2 separate regions of the Ovis canadensis genome follow, and region 1 is linked to region 2. The links are chromatin contacts, called in public Hi-C maps. All regions are on one chromosome and are shown on one strand. The core of a region is the stretch at or near the end of the contact, and the rest is flanking DNA. Distances in the headings are between cores, read along the strand shown. Region 1 overlaps EGFLAM (EGF like, fibronectin type III and laminin G domains). Region 2 holds the start of LIFR (LIF receptor subunit alpha).

Region 1 (6,278 bases), core at 150-2,649, 97 kb before region 2:
TCTAGTGCTGCTGCAGTTCTACCTAAGTCACCTTGTTCTGAGACCTGGGTGTTCCTGGGTGTTTTGGTTACATATTCGCAGCCTGTTGGTTCACTTTCACACATGACTACTCTTCCAGGAGAGGCTTGACAGGCTTGACTCTGGGCGGCAGTTTTCTCCTATTGCTAGTTCCTCTAGGTGTGCTGTCAATGCTCGATCCGAGCTGCATTAAGCACTGCATGTATTCCCACATGGTGCTAGTGGCAAAGAACTTGCCTGCCAATGCAGAAAGCATAAAAGATGCAGGTTCAAGGCCTGGGTCAGGAAGATCCCCTGGGGAAGAGCATGGCAACCCACTCCAGTATTCTTGCCTGGAGAATCCCATGGACAGAAGAACCTGGTGGGCTGCAGTCCACAGGGTCACACAGAGTCAGAGATGACTGAAGTGACTTAGCATGCACACAGGCATGGGGTTATTTGCTTGTCTCCTACTATGTGCTATGCTCTTTATATATATTATCTTACTGAAACTTCCCTAAGATCCTTCAGGGTAGGTATTATTAACCCATTTCACAGATGAGAAAATTGAGGCTCAGACAAATGGAGCAAATTGCCCAAGATCACAGAGCTAGGAATTGGCAAGGCTGGGAATCTAGGTAGATTCCTCTAATCCAAGTGTCTAGGTTCTTTCTCGGAGAAGGCAGTGGCACCCCACTCCAGTACTCTTGCTTGGAAAATCCCATGGATGGAGGAGCCTGGAAGGCTGCAGTCCATGGGGTCGCTGAGGGTCAGACACAACTGAGCGACTTCACTTTCACGCATTGGAGAAGGAAATGGCAACCCACTCCAGTGTTCTTGCCTGGAGAATCCCAGGGACGGGGGAGCTTGGTGGGCTGCCGGCTATGGGGTTGCACAGAGTCGGACACGACTGAAGCGACTTAGCAGCAGCAGCAGCAGCAAGTTCTTTCTATCACCCTATGCTGCCTCTCATAAAAGCCCACATAGTAATTCAGCTGTGTTTCTGCCAACCAGCTCTCAGCCTTGCTTTATACTCATTCATTTCTTCAACAAGCATTTGGCCACTAAATAATGAAATCTAAAAATTCCACCTCCAGGCTGCTTCATACAAGGAGACACTTGATGTGGGAAATTTCATTAGAAAACAGTGGATTTTTCTGGGTCAGAGCAACAGCTTTGTCTCAGAGTTTGTCAAGTCACCCGAGTTCTATTCTTGGTTAAATGTTGATGGGCTGTGTGGCTTCTTTGAGACTCCAGTGTTAAAGAAAGGACTCATAGTGCTTTCCCTGGGAAAAGCCAAAGCTTTCTATTCTTGCTCTTTTGTTGGCTTGAGTGCATAGAAGAGCTCAGTGACTAATCCGAGTTTTCTCTCAATTTCCTGTTTATTGGCCAATGAGCTAAAGGAGAGACATGTCCTCTTACAACATGAGAGAGCTGTCTGGGTGGAATGCATTTTCCTTCAAAAGCATGATTACATGGGCTTTATTATATTATCAAGGGGTGATCTATGCAGCTGGCTCAGTGCCCAGCCTAGAATAGTCACTCACTAAATATTTGTTGTATTTAATTAAATTAGAATAATTGAATGAACACTGGACTAAGAGGGATATTTCTCTCTGGTAAACAACATATGCAAGTCTTCTGATCCCCTTAGCATATCAGGGTATCTGGCAACTGAAACAGAAAACAGAAAGCTCTGGAGTGGATCTGCTATCCAAGAAAATGTGGCAGGGGGAGGGGCTCAGGTAAAAGCCCAAGTGGAAGTCCTATACTTTGGCTTTGAGATTTTAGGCAAATTCCCTTAAACTCTTTGGGACTCAGCCTACTCTGCAATGTTTTGTTCTGTTCTGTTTTTTTGAAAAGTGAAAACACATGTATTCGTTTCTGAAGACTGCCATAACACATTACCGCAAATTGGGTGGCAATAGACACGTGTTATCTCACAGTTCTAGAGGCGAGAAGTCTGCCCCGGAGGCCTTGCAGGGTCTCTTCCTCCTGGGGCTCTGAGGAAGTCTGCTCTGTGACTCTCTGCTAGGTCCTGGCAATCGCTGGCACTCCTTGGTGCTCCTTGTCTTATCGCTGTCATCATTCTAGCCTCTGCCCCTGTCTTCACGTGGTGTTCTTTGTGTGTCTCTGTCTCTGGGTCAAAATTTCCTCTTTCTATAAGGAAACTAGTCGTATTGGATTTAGGGCTTCACTAACCCCAAATGGGGCTTCCCAGGGGGCTCAGTGGTCAAGAATCTGCCTGCAACGCAGGAGATGTGGGTTTGATCCCTGGGTCAGGAAGCTCCCCTGGAGCTTCTCCTGGAGTATTCTTGCCACTCCAGTATTCTTGCTTAGAGAATCCCATGGACATAGGACCCTGGCAGGTTACAGTCCACGGGGTCGCAAAGAGTCAAACATGACTTAGCAACTAAACAACAACAATAATCACGTATGACTTCCTCCCAACCCCATATAACCCGCATATAAACCCTCTTAACTAATTACATATGCAAAGACCTTGTTTCCAAATCAGTTCACTTTCTGAGTTTCTGGACCCAGGTTCAATTCCTGGGTCGGGAAGATCCCCTGGAGGAGGGCATGGCAACCCATTCTAGTGTTCTCACCTGGAGAATCCCATGGACAGAGGAGCCTGGCGGGCAACAGTCTATGGGGTTGCAAAGAGTCGGACACAACTGAGCGACTAACACTTTCAGTTTTCACTTAGATTCTGGGTGTTCATTAATTTTGGGGGGATACTGTTCAACCTAGTACAACACATTACAAATGATAAAGTCCTTCTTTTTCCTTATACAGTAATAGCATGCATGGAGCCTAAAATAAATCAACTTTGAGGGCATTATGGTAAGTGAAAAAAGCCAGTTACAAAGAGACAAAACTGTTTGGCCCTACTATAAGGTACCTAGGATTGTCAAATTTACAGAAAGAGAAAGTAAAATTGGGTTGCCATGGACTGGGGGAGGGGAAATGGGAAGTTGTTTAATGGGTACAGATTTTCGATTTTACAGGACAAAAAAGTTCTGGAATTGATTGCTCAGCAATGTGAATATACTTAACACTACTGAACTGAACCACTTACAAATGATTAAGACTGGACTTCGATAGAGGTCTGATGGTTAAGGCTCCATGCTCCCAACGCAGCGGGCAGAGGTTCAATACCTGGTCGGGGAACTAAGATCCTCTTTGCTGCACAGTATGGCCAAGGAAAAAAAAAAAAGGTTGATCGTAAATGTTACCACAATTAAAAAATAAAAAAACATGGCCTACTTTGGGAACTTAGTGTCTTTTTAGCATTGTTTTGTGTTAAAGAAACTACCTTCTGAGGTCCAGAGAGCTTTCTCATTGAGAATCATTTATGAATGACCGTCTGCCTGTGCATCTTCTGTTCTCTGTCTTGTTCTTCTCTGACACCTTCAGCTATAACCTGGGCAGTGGTGTGGCATCCATCATGGTGAATGGCTCATTCAATGATGGTCGGTGGCATCGAGTCAAGGCCGTTCGGTGAGTACCTGTCACAGCGTGAGACAGAGCTGATGGGAGTGCTCTCCAAGTCCCTGTAGTTCCACTTCCTGTTCCCCCACCTGGCCTGGCATCCCAGTATCCCTGATTCCGCTCATTAGGACATCTCGGTACCAACTCCCCCCTGTGCCCATCACTAACGCTGCAGGTTGGAAAGGCTGAACTCCCAATCTTCACTCAACAAAGGCCTTCCGGAGAAGGAATTGTATGATGGCTAAACTGGAAGAGGGTCTGGTCATCTAGTGAGGTCTAGATATCTCTAGTGAGATAAGGGTTCAGGACAGGTAGACTTTGAGGAATGCTTCTGTTCTCGTCATGCAGGCAATTGCCCCCACCGTTTTTTGTTTTTTGACATTACATTACCTGAATCTTAGAAGCCATGTGTACCCTACCCCAATTACACATCCTCCCCCTGCTCACAGAGCTCACTAACCTCACTTCTGATTAATTTAGGGTGAATCATTCCTTTGAAATTAGTTTTACTATGTATATATCCCTAAAAATATATTTTTAGAAACTGATTAGCAGGTCCTAAATCAGCTGTATAAAGAAATGTCAGTCCTGCCGCTCCTGATGCAGGTCTCGAGATGAGCTGAACAGTCTTTGGCTCAGGTTCCCTGAGGATATACCATAGTACTTTCTGGGGAGGTCAGTAGATGAGGTCATGAGCGAAGCTTGGGAAACATGGGGCCACCATGGTCAGTTTCGTACTCAGTTCATGTATAGGCTGTGATAGAAATAGCCTTGCTGGACCCCGTTCTTTCCACTGTGCTTGCCTTTGATTCTAAAGGATGTGGCAGGTACAGAGGCAGACCTGTGCCCATCAGCTGTCCAAGTGACCTTGAAAGTCCTTGAGAGAGTGATTTTGATGAAGCCCCAACTCTGACTTGTTAAAAAGAGATGTCTTCCTGTAGTGAATATTTATTGGCATAGGTAGCCATTCCCTTCTCCAGAGGATCTTCCCAACCCAGGGATTGGACCAGGTCTCCTGCATTGTAGGCTGATTCTTTACCGCTGAGCCCCTGGGGAAGCCTCAAACTGCTCATACTCCAGCTCAATTCCAAGATCCTTCAGACTAGGTGGCTTCTAGGTTCTTCATTTTACATTTTTCAAATCTAAGATGCCATTGATTCTAAAGTATATCCTCATTTTGGACATATTAAAAATGAAAAATTCTTAGAACTGATGAAATAAAGTGGGGGAAACAGAATTTTTAGAGTAATGGGGAAAAGCAGTCAGAGCAGGCAAGGCATTGCCCATCACATCCTTCCAGTATGAGATTTTGAAAAAGCATATCCAAAACGGGGAAGCTGTATGGTCTCAAGGGTGATAATAGAACAGGCTAGAAATATCTCTAAAGCTAGTTGCTAGAAGAGTTGTTATCAATAAATGAGGTTTAGGCAAACAAATTTTTATCATTATACCCTACTCCCTTCCCAAAAAGGAGTAGGACCCAGAACTTTTGGAAGGTAAATAAGGGGCTGAAAACAGACTGGCTTAAAAATCTTACTTAAGGTGTTAGACCCCAAGTTCCTTCTACTTCATATAGCTGGCATGCTGCCCTTTCCCTACCCATGGAAGAATAATTGCCATGGAAAGGCAATTCTCTGGAGAAAGTGAATAAGGGTCTTTAAAATGGGAGACATTAAGTATAGCTAAACATTGGACTAGTCTACTCTGTCTATATTAATACTGGAAACTATGTGAAAGTTCTGTGTTGACTATTAAGAGCCCTATAAATCTTCCCCCATTGAGATTCCAGAGTGCTGAGAGCCAGGCCTATACCCCACAGTAGAGTAGGAAGTCCAGGTATCCTCTGATTGCACCAGATCGCAATGCAGTCTCAGAAGCCATCCTGCACATGCGGCTCCCATAGGGCTTCCAGTCCCCCCTCAGTCCTCAGCACTGAACTGTGCAGTGGCAGTCGGGGATCACTAAGCATTTGAAAAAAATCTCCAGTATCAGACATGGATATCAGAACAGATACATAGAACAAAGCAGCTTGGAGGAAACAAACTATGAATGAAAAAAAATGATATTCACATCATCAGAGAGAGAAGAGAGTTTCTTGTTCCTGTTAACCTGAGAAACAAGAAGTGATGGCTATTAAAAAAAAAAAAAGGACAGTAAAAGACAAGAAAGAACTCATTTTAGAAGGAGGAGAAGGAGGAGAAGAGGTGTGGCTGGTTTCTGGAAACCCCCTTAAAATGCAAAGTCCTTGCCACAGAGGAGCGCCTCCATCCTATTGTTCTCAGAGTCACTTTTGGGTGACTCTGGGTCCTTTGGCTTCCCAGGTGGTGCAGTGGTAAAGAATCTGTCTGCCAGTGTAGGAGCTGCAGGAGGTGTGGGTTGGGAAGATCCCCTGGAAGAGGAAATGGCTGCCCACTCCAGTATTCTTGCCTGGAGAATCCCATGGATAGAGGAGCCTGGTGGGCTACAGTCGGTGGGGTCACAAAGAGTCAGACACACCTGAGCATTCATGCACGCACCACATGGGTCCTTTAGAAGCCTCTGAACCATTCTTTGTTCTCCCGAGAGTGATCCGCCAATGGGGACTGCCACGCTGGTTTCTCACTGTGCTTGGAATAACATCCACACTCACCATGTGTCACCATGTCCCCACCACTCCTCCCCTTAAAGTTCTCTGGTTCCTTCCCACATTCGGAATAAATTCTAAGCTCCTTTTGCCCCTCAACATCTGCTTCTGGTTTCACATTTTCCTATTTTATTCCCACCTCTGGAATTATGTATGCTCAGAC
Region 2 (6,993 bases), core at 2,305-4,804:
ATAAGAAACTCCAGCCACACTGGCGGCCGTCTGTTCCTCTGGTGTGCGAGGCTCGGTCCCACTGCCTGGCCTTTGCACAAGCCATGCCCTCTGCCTGAACCACCACTCCTCCAGATCTCCAAGAACACACTCAACTCTCAGTTTAAACTTCACCTCAGAGAGGCTTCCAGAGCTGCTCGGTCTAAAACAGTGGCCCCACCTGCCCCCTCTTTATCCCAGCAACCCTCTTTTATCACTCTGCCAGCATGTCTCACTCAGACCTTACTGTCTTTATTGCTTCTCTGCTTTTTATCCATCTCCCTCACTAACAGGTGGACTCATTAGAATGGGGTCTCTATCCTGCGCATTACTACATTCTTAGTCTCTAGAAATTGCCTGGGATGTAACACATGCTCAGTAAATACTTATTTAAGAAGAGCAAATACAGCCAATATTAGCAGTTTAGTACAATGACAGGTACTAAATAACAAAGGAAAAACAAAACACCTTAAACATGAAAAGGTTTCCTTGGTCATTTAAAAAAAAGGATTATTATAGCTTCTTACATTAGCTCTAAAATAAGCATAATGGAAATATAAAGCTCAACACTGAATAATACTCAAATTTTTGTAATGCATTTGGTTCAACTGCTAGCTAGCATTAGTCTTACTTCTATAATTTATTGTTTTAAAAGCACTCTAAAAGACCTCAATTTTTAATTTAAAAGGGCCAAATATTTTCTGAACGCATACTCCTCCTTAAGAGTTACGAGCAACCTTCTCCCAAAGTGTACAATTTATAAACATATTATAGCAACATTAAAATATGAGATACCAGTGATCATTTGCAGAAGGCAGGGGTGTTGGTGCCTAATGGCAAACAAGTTTTACGAAACACGACCTGCCTTTATCTCCAACCTAACCAAAGGTATAAGCCTCTTCTCTATGTTCAAAATATTTAAACTCCTAAGAATTTTTCTTACAGATTATTCTTAAAATTTTATATCTGTTCTTCTATTTCTTTTGTTGAGACAAAGAGCTAAGGTGTTAATCAAGGAATGCCACCTTAGTAATTGGCCCTGGTGGCTCATGCTTCACCACAAAGACACCAGAGACCCTTACGGATCACTTGGAAATTATATAAAAGGAAAGAGTGCACACTGAAGAGAAGGGGCATTCATTTCCTGGAATATGATGCAAAGAAATAAGTTACCACTGCCTTTGGGAATAATTGAAATTCACTTAAAAACCTCAGAAACTAATGTTTTACAACAGTTCTATAGGAAAATAGCAGAAACCATCTACTACACATACCTCAATAAAGCAGAGGTTAAATAAATGATGGCTCATCCTTAATGGAGTACTCCGCAGCTGTTGGAGAATGAGACAGCTCTTAGGTACTGATGTTAGAGGCTGCCAAGATTTAGTACTCTGCCAGGAGGGAAGGGGAGGGGGGGAGCTGGTGCAGGACCGAGCATACAATGTGTCCTCAATTGTGGAAAGACAAATAAAAAGAACACAGACAAAATGTTTATACTAGCATAGGCTTTATCTGGAAAGATATACACAGGGTCCTGGGGAGAACAGGGTGCAGTAGGGGTCGGGGAGTTGGGGAGAGGAGATACACTTTTCACTCCATAGCTTTTTATACATGCTGAATCTTCTAGAGGATGCATAAGCAGCTGGTCCCACAAATAATGGCGGTAAATTTTAATGTTATAATAATTTATATCACTGCCAACATATTACTGAACAATGACCATCAATAAGCGAAAGGTTTCAAAAATCACAGAAGTTTGTTCTCTTTGACAGCAAAGTTCTTGATCCTTATTTCCCAGAAAAGAACCCAACTCTCCAGCAATTAGAGAGGCGAGCTTGTGATCTCACCTATTACAAAGCAAATAAACCTCAATTCAATTCTTGGAAGGGATATTTAAATCGAGCTTGTAACTACCTAATGAAGTCTCCAAATCAACAGTTTCCCCTTGGCTATAAAACAGAAAGTCAACCTGTGAAACAAGTAAGAGGACAGTGTTTTTAAAAACATACTCTATACTTAGGTTTCCTTTCCCCAGCCAGGCTAAGACAAGGAACCCTCTGATATTAGTGAAATGTGATTTCAGATCTGTGGCAAAATCAGCATTTAAGGGAAGGGACAAGCATCATTTACACTAAACAAACGCTTTCACTTTTCTAGGAAGGGGAATTTGCTTTAAATTTAATTTAGGAATCATTTTTGGACCCCTGACCAAATGATACTACTAAGTCACTTCATTTTACCCCAAGCAAATTTTTTTAATTAAATACAAATCTGAAACTGAAAACAAATCAGAAGGCAAACTTTAAGCTGAAACCTTTCTGTCAAAAAAACGTATCTTAAATGAACACAGTAAAAAATGCAGAGAAATTCATTTCCATACAAATGCTATTCAGTAGCAGCATATATGCTATATCAATATTTGAGTGCAATAACACACCCACACAAAAAGGAGCACAGAGGTACCCAACCGCAAATAAAACACCTCATATATTTTTGGTAGCCAAAGGTGGGGATGCAGAAGGTGGAAACCAGAATCACATTATTCAAGGTGTAAATTCACAACATGTGAAGTGCAGAATTTTCTGTCGGTCAGAACTCATGATTCCAGCTCTGTCTTTTGAAACGATCCATTTAAAACTGGAATCTATTATGAAGCCTAAGTTTGACGGTCAACTCCTTAAACTCTGGATTCAATCAGTATAGCACCTTCGGATACAAGCACATAAAATAAAGGTAAATCAAATACACCATGAATACAGAAGGGACAGCGAACTGGCTTTAATGAAGAGATAAGGCAAGGGGGTCACTTGGTTGATTACATCACTTAAGAAAAATAAAAATTAAAGCTCCTTCCCATCCCCCAGGTAGCCTGTGGCCTCAGAACTTACTGCCCTACGTGCGGCAGAAGTTCGCGGCCGGGGAGTCGGCGTCCTCCTGGAGCCCGGGTGGCCCAAGGGCGCGGAGAGCGGCGAGACCTGGTGCGCCCCATCCCCCGCCCGGGTCACTCCTCTCAAGCGCTCCCGGACCCAGGGGCCAAAGCCGGCCGAAGCGCTGCCCCCAGCCCCGCGCCGGCCGCCCGGCGCCGGCGACGATGCGCCCAGGCGACCCGGCTCCGGGGTCCGCGGCTCCCACTCCCCGCGCCTCGCGCCGCGCCCACCCGCTCCCAGTACTCACGGGCCGCTTGCGCGCCGCTATCTAGCCATCCTCGGCCGCCGCCCGGGGGCTGCCGGAGTTCGCAGTCGCCCGTGGGCTGGAGGCGTAGAGGAGGGGGGCCGGGCACCACCCGCCGCCTCCGCCGTCTCGCCTCCCCCAGTCCCAGAGCAGGGCTGCTGCAGGCGGCCGCGGGCGAGGGGCGGCCCGCTGCCCTCCGCGAGCTCCGGGGGACGCCGCCGCCGCCACGGACGCGCGGAGGCAACAGTAACGGCCACCACTACTGGCGAGACGCTCCAGCCCCGACTGCGGCGCGCGGGGGCGGTGCCTGCACGCCGCTCGGCGGGGGGCGCCGCTACCCGGGTCCCGGCCCCGCCCCCGGCCCCGCCCCGCGCACCCCCGCCGGAAGCCGCCCGCGCGCCCCCGCCGTCGCCCCTCGGCGGGGCCGCGCGCGTCCGGCGCTTTTCGCGGGGCCGCCCCCTGGAGCCGGAGGAGAGCGGCCGCGCGCGGGGCTCCAGCGCCGAGGGTGGTGCTTCCGCGGAGAGTCCCGTCGCGAGGCCCATCTCGGAAGGTCACGGAAGAGTCGGGGAGAGGAGCGGCCTGGCCCGTGCAAATGGTCGGGAAGGCCGGCCTAGCGCGCGGCGGCCCTGCAAGGAGAGCGGCTCTCGAGACGCTGTCAAAGCGCATTGCAAACACTGCATGGAGGAGAGGACGACCTGCGGCCGTGTTTTAGCTTCCTTTGTAAATACACTTGAAAACTAGCCTCTATGCCGGGGCGCGGATGGTTGGGGGCGGAGGGAACGACACGGGGAGCGATTGCTTAGATTTTATGAATAACTTATAATGCTCCAAGGGCTGGGGCGCTGCCACTCCGGTCACTTTCCTCCTGCCCACGCAGGGCTCGCTCGGCCAGAGAGGGCCTGCGGGGGCATTCGGAGTCATCTAGTCTTGCCTCCAAGGCGTGGTGGGCTTATTTGTGCTGAGAAAAAACGGATCTCTTAATGGGGTGAGATTTTTCCTCCTTGCATTGTTCCCATTTCCGCAGTTTCACTTGGCCTCGGTTTTCGTCCAGAGTAATGCACCAAATGTAATTAGCTGGAGAGCGTTTGATGGCGCAGAATCATGGTTTGAAGATGTTTACCCTCTATGCCGGACGCGTTTGATGGTGTTCTCTTCAGCACAATTAATTTTGCAAAGTTCAGAAATGTGCCAGATGGAGCCCCTGGCACGCAGAGTCACAGGGCTCTGCAGACACACCTTCAATAGGAAGCCAACTTGTTTGTTTCATTTGTGATTTATTTGATGCACCAGCACAAAGGCCAGCGTGTTTTTATAAGAGACCTTTGGATGAAATTCCAAAGCAATTTCTAAATTGGCAAAACGAACCTTATTTTCTGAGGCAATATTTCCCTGTTGATAATGTAACTAGAATGGGCACAAAAAACACCATCAGGTACACTGAAAAGTAGTCTCCCTAAATGCAAGTGTGTGTTTCACAGTAAGACATGGACCCCACTTGTGTTCTAACGACCAGCTTCATTCATATGTATTTTAAACGCCCAGACTAATTCTTCCTATTATCTCTGAGACCTTGTTTGCAAAACAGGCTTCCAGGATGTGTACCTGAACCCCTGTTTAAGATGCTACTTTTTGTGTTACCCTGGTTCTTGAGTCCTTGGTGGGTTGGGACATTTATCTCATTTAAAAAGATTTTAATGGATGAAAGGGTTCAACAAAGAGGCACAAGTGCCTAGAGTCTAAGAAAATTGTGATGTAGCCCCTACATGAGGTGGAGAAATTCCTTTTGTGGGGAAAAATCGTAGTTTTTAAAGCATATTACATAGAATGCTTACTTTTGTGACTTAGACATAGAAACTCTTGGGGGAATAATAATGCCTAGCAACTATTGGATACACTCTGTGCCTGGCACCATCCGTCAGCTCTTTTAACCTGCACAAATACCTGTAAAACAGGTACTGTTATCACACAGAGGGGCGCGTTGATGCAGATTTTATGAGAAATTTATGCAATTTGGGTGGTCCTCCCAAAGGAAAAGGAAAAACAAAACAACACAGCACACCCAAGCTGCTCCAGCACCACCCAACCCGAGGGAAAGTGACAAGGGGGAAACTGAAAGGGAAAGAGATCTCAGTCTCAGCTGATGGTGGTTAAAATATCTTACTTTTGCCAATTGTACAAAAACACGACTATGTGGATGTATTGCCTTGTCTCCTGCCAGGGACTTGGATGTGGGGCTGGAACAATGCCTTAAACCTTTAATTAGATTCAGAAAACTTGCCTCCAGTGCACACCCCGGTATCACTAGTCAGGGAACTCAAGAAGTTGCCACAGTTTTCAAGGAGCACCCCAGGACCCACACGATACCGAGGTCTGGTTTGAAGAGCCATGTTACACACACTTTTCATGAGAAAAAGTAGATTTTATATTTCCATAAGAAAGCAGGGACTTTAAAAATATCTTAGCAATTTTCTGATTATGACCAGAAACTCTGTTTTTGCAGCACTTCATATGGTCCTGCTGAGTTGGTAGTAGGAAATTTTCCTTAATGATTGTATAAAAGGTGGATTAACCACTTTGGATTCTTAAAGGAATTTAACTTAAAGTGTCACGGATTGACATTGTTATTTCCCTTGTCATAGACAAGTCTGTTTTGTAAATACTATTTTATATAATAATTAAGTTTGTAAACCAAAAACAGATATTGCAAAATAAATATCAAAACATAAAATTTGTTTTGTTTGATGCTTATGTTGTATAATATGAAGAGCCTGACAGTAGTTCTTATTTAGTGTTTGTGTTGAACAAATAAAGAAGGAAATGGAAATGACTACATAATTAGAAGCAAGAAAGTAAGGCATATAATAAGCTAAAATTGAATGGGAATAAAGCAGCAAAATGTTGAACATAAAGTACATATTGGATAGCTAGAATTAATTTCCTTGTTAATTATTTTACGCCCAAGATTTGTGTTCTTCTTTCTAGCTATTCTCCCTGCTTTTCTATTTTGTTCATGTCTTTCTTTTTTTTTTTCATAAGTAAGATTTCATTTGAAACGTTTAAACATAAGAATAATCTTTAAGTGAAATAAAAATCATCATCACACCTGTAATGAAAATTTTGGAGATGAAAGGCATTGTTCTTTGAAGGGATCCATCACTCACAAAAGCAGCAAATGTGAGATGATGGGGTTTTGTTATTAAATTACTCATATCTTGGCTCACATGCAGGCTTCTTGGGATATGTGATCTAACACGTGTGCTGTTATCAATCAGTGGGACAAGAAAAGGCTTTCTTCCTGGAAGAAATTTTGGAACCAAATAAAACTACAAATTAAGCATAGTTATTAGCCAGAGAATAGTTGAAATGAGTGAAGCCATTCTTCATTTTAAGCCTGACTGATAAATGTAGACTTAAATTGGTTTATTTTAGAAAGTAGTTTTGGACAAGGTACAAAACTTTAATTAGATATATGACAAGAAGATACATGAGAATAATCAGCTAATTTTCTCTCCATGTTATGTTCTGAGTAACCAAAGTAGTTTGAAATGTAATGTGAGGGGCATGAAAAATGCAATAAACACTATGAAAGATATTATCTTCCTTGGATTCTGTTTAAAATATTCTCTTTCAAATAGAAAAATTTTGGGGGTGTTATGTAAACTATTTTGGTTTATGTCCTCATCATGGCCCCAATAAGATTGTATTTTGTCTTTTGCTTATTTTTACCAAAGTCCTCTTCCAAGGAGACTTCAGGTGGTTTACAATGAAAAACAAATATTAAAAAAAAAAAAAAAAGGAAAAAAA

The links. A called contact is a pair of places that touch in the nucleus more often than the background predicts.
Region 1: a contact with region 2 is called in a Hi-C map of fibroblasts, with 2.9 times the contacts expected there. The contact joins the enhancer-like site here to the promoter of LIFR in region 2. A contact is called at or near these places in 2 of 2 Hi-C or Micro-C datasets (fibroblasts and lung).

The regions. Positions count from the first base shown.
Region 1 is chr16:49,220,137-49,226,414 of ARS-UI_OviCan_v2, reverse strand. It overlaps EGFLAM (EGF like, fibronectin type III and laminin G domains), which reads left to right. Exons shown (of 23, transcript XM_069555987.1): 21 at 3,418-3,501. It overlaps LOC138421667 (a long non-coding RNA gene), which reads right to left. Exons shown (of 4, transcript XR_011249580.1): 2 at 3,317-3,509; 3 at 3,080-3,186. Among named protein-coding and RNA genes, the nearest start is that of LIFR, 95 kb to the right of the region's middle. Within about 2 kb of position 1,399, the one cell type or tissue checked has open chromatin away from gene starts, as enhancers often do. A contact at or near this core is called in fibroblasts, where this site is marked.
Region 2 is chr16:49,124,580-49,131,572 of ARS-UI_OviCan_v2, reverse strand. LIFR (LIF receptor subunit alpha) reads right to left here and starts at 3,554. Exons shown (of 20, transcript XM_069556154.1): 1 at 3,193-3,554.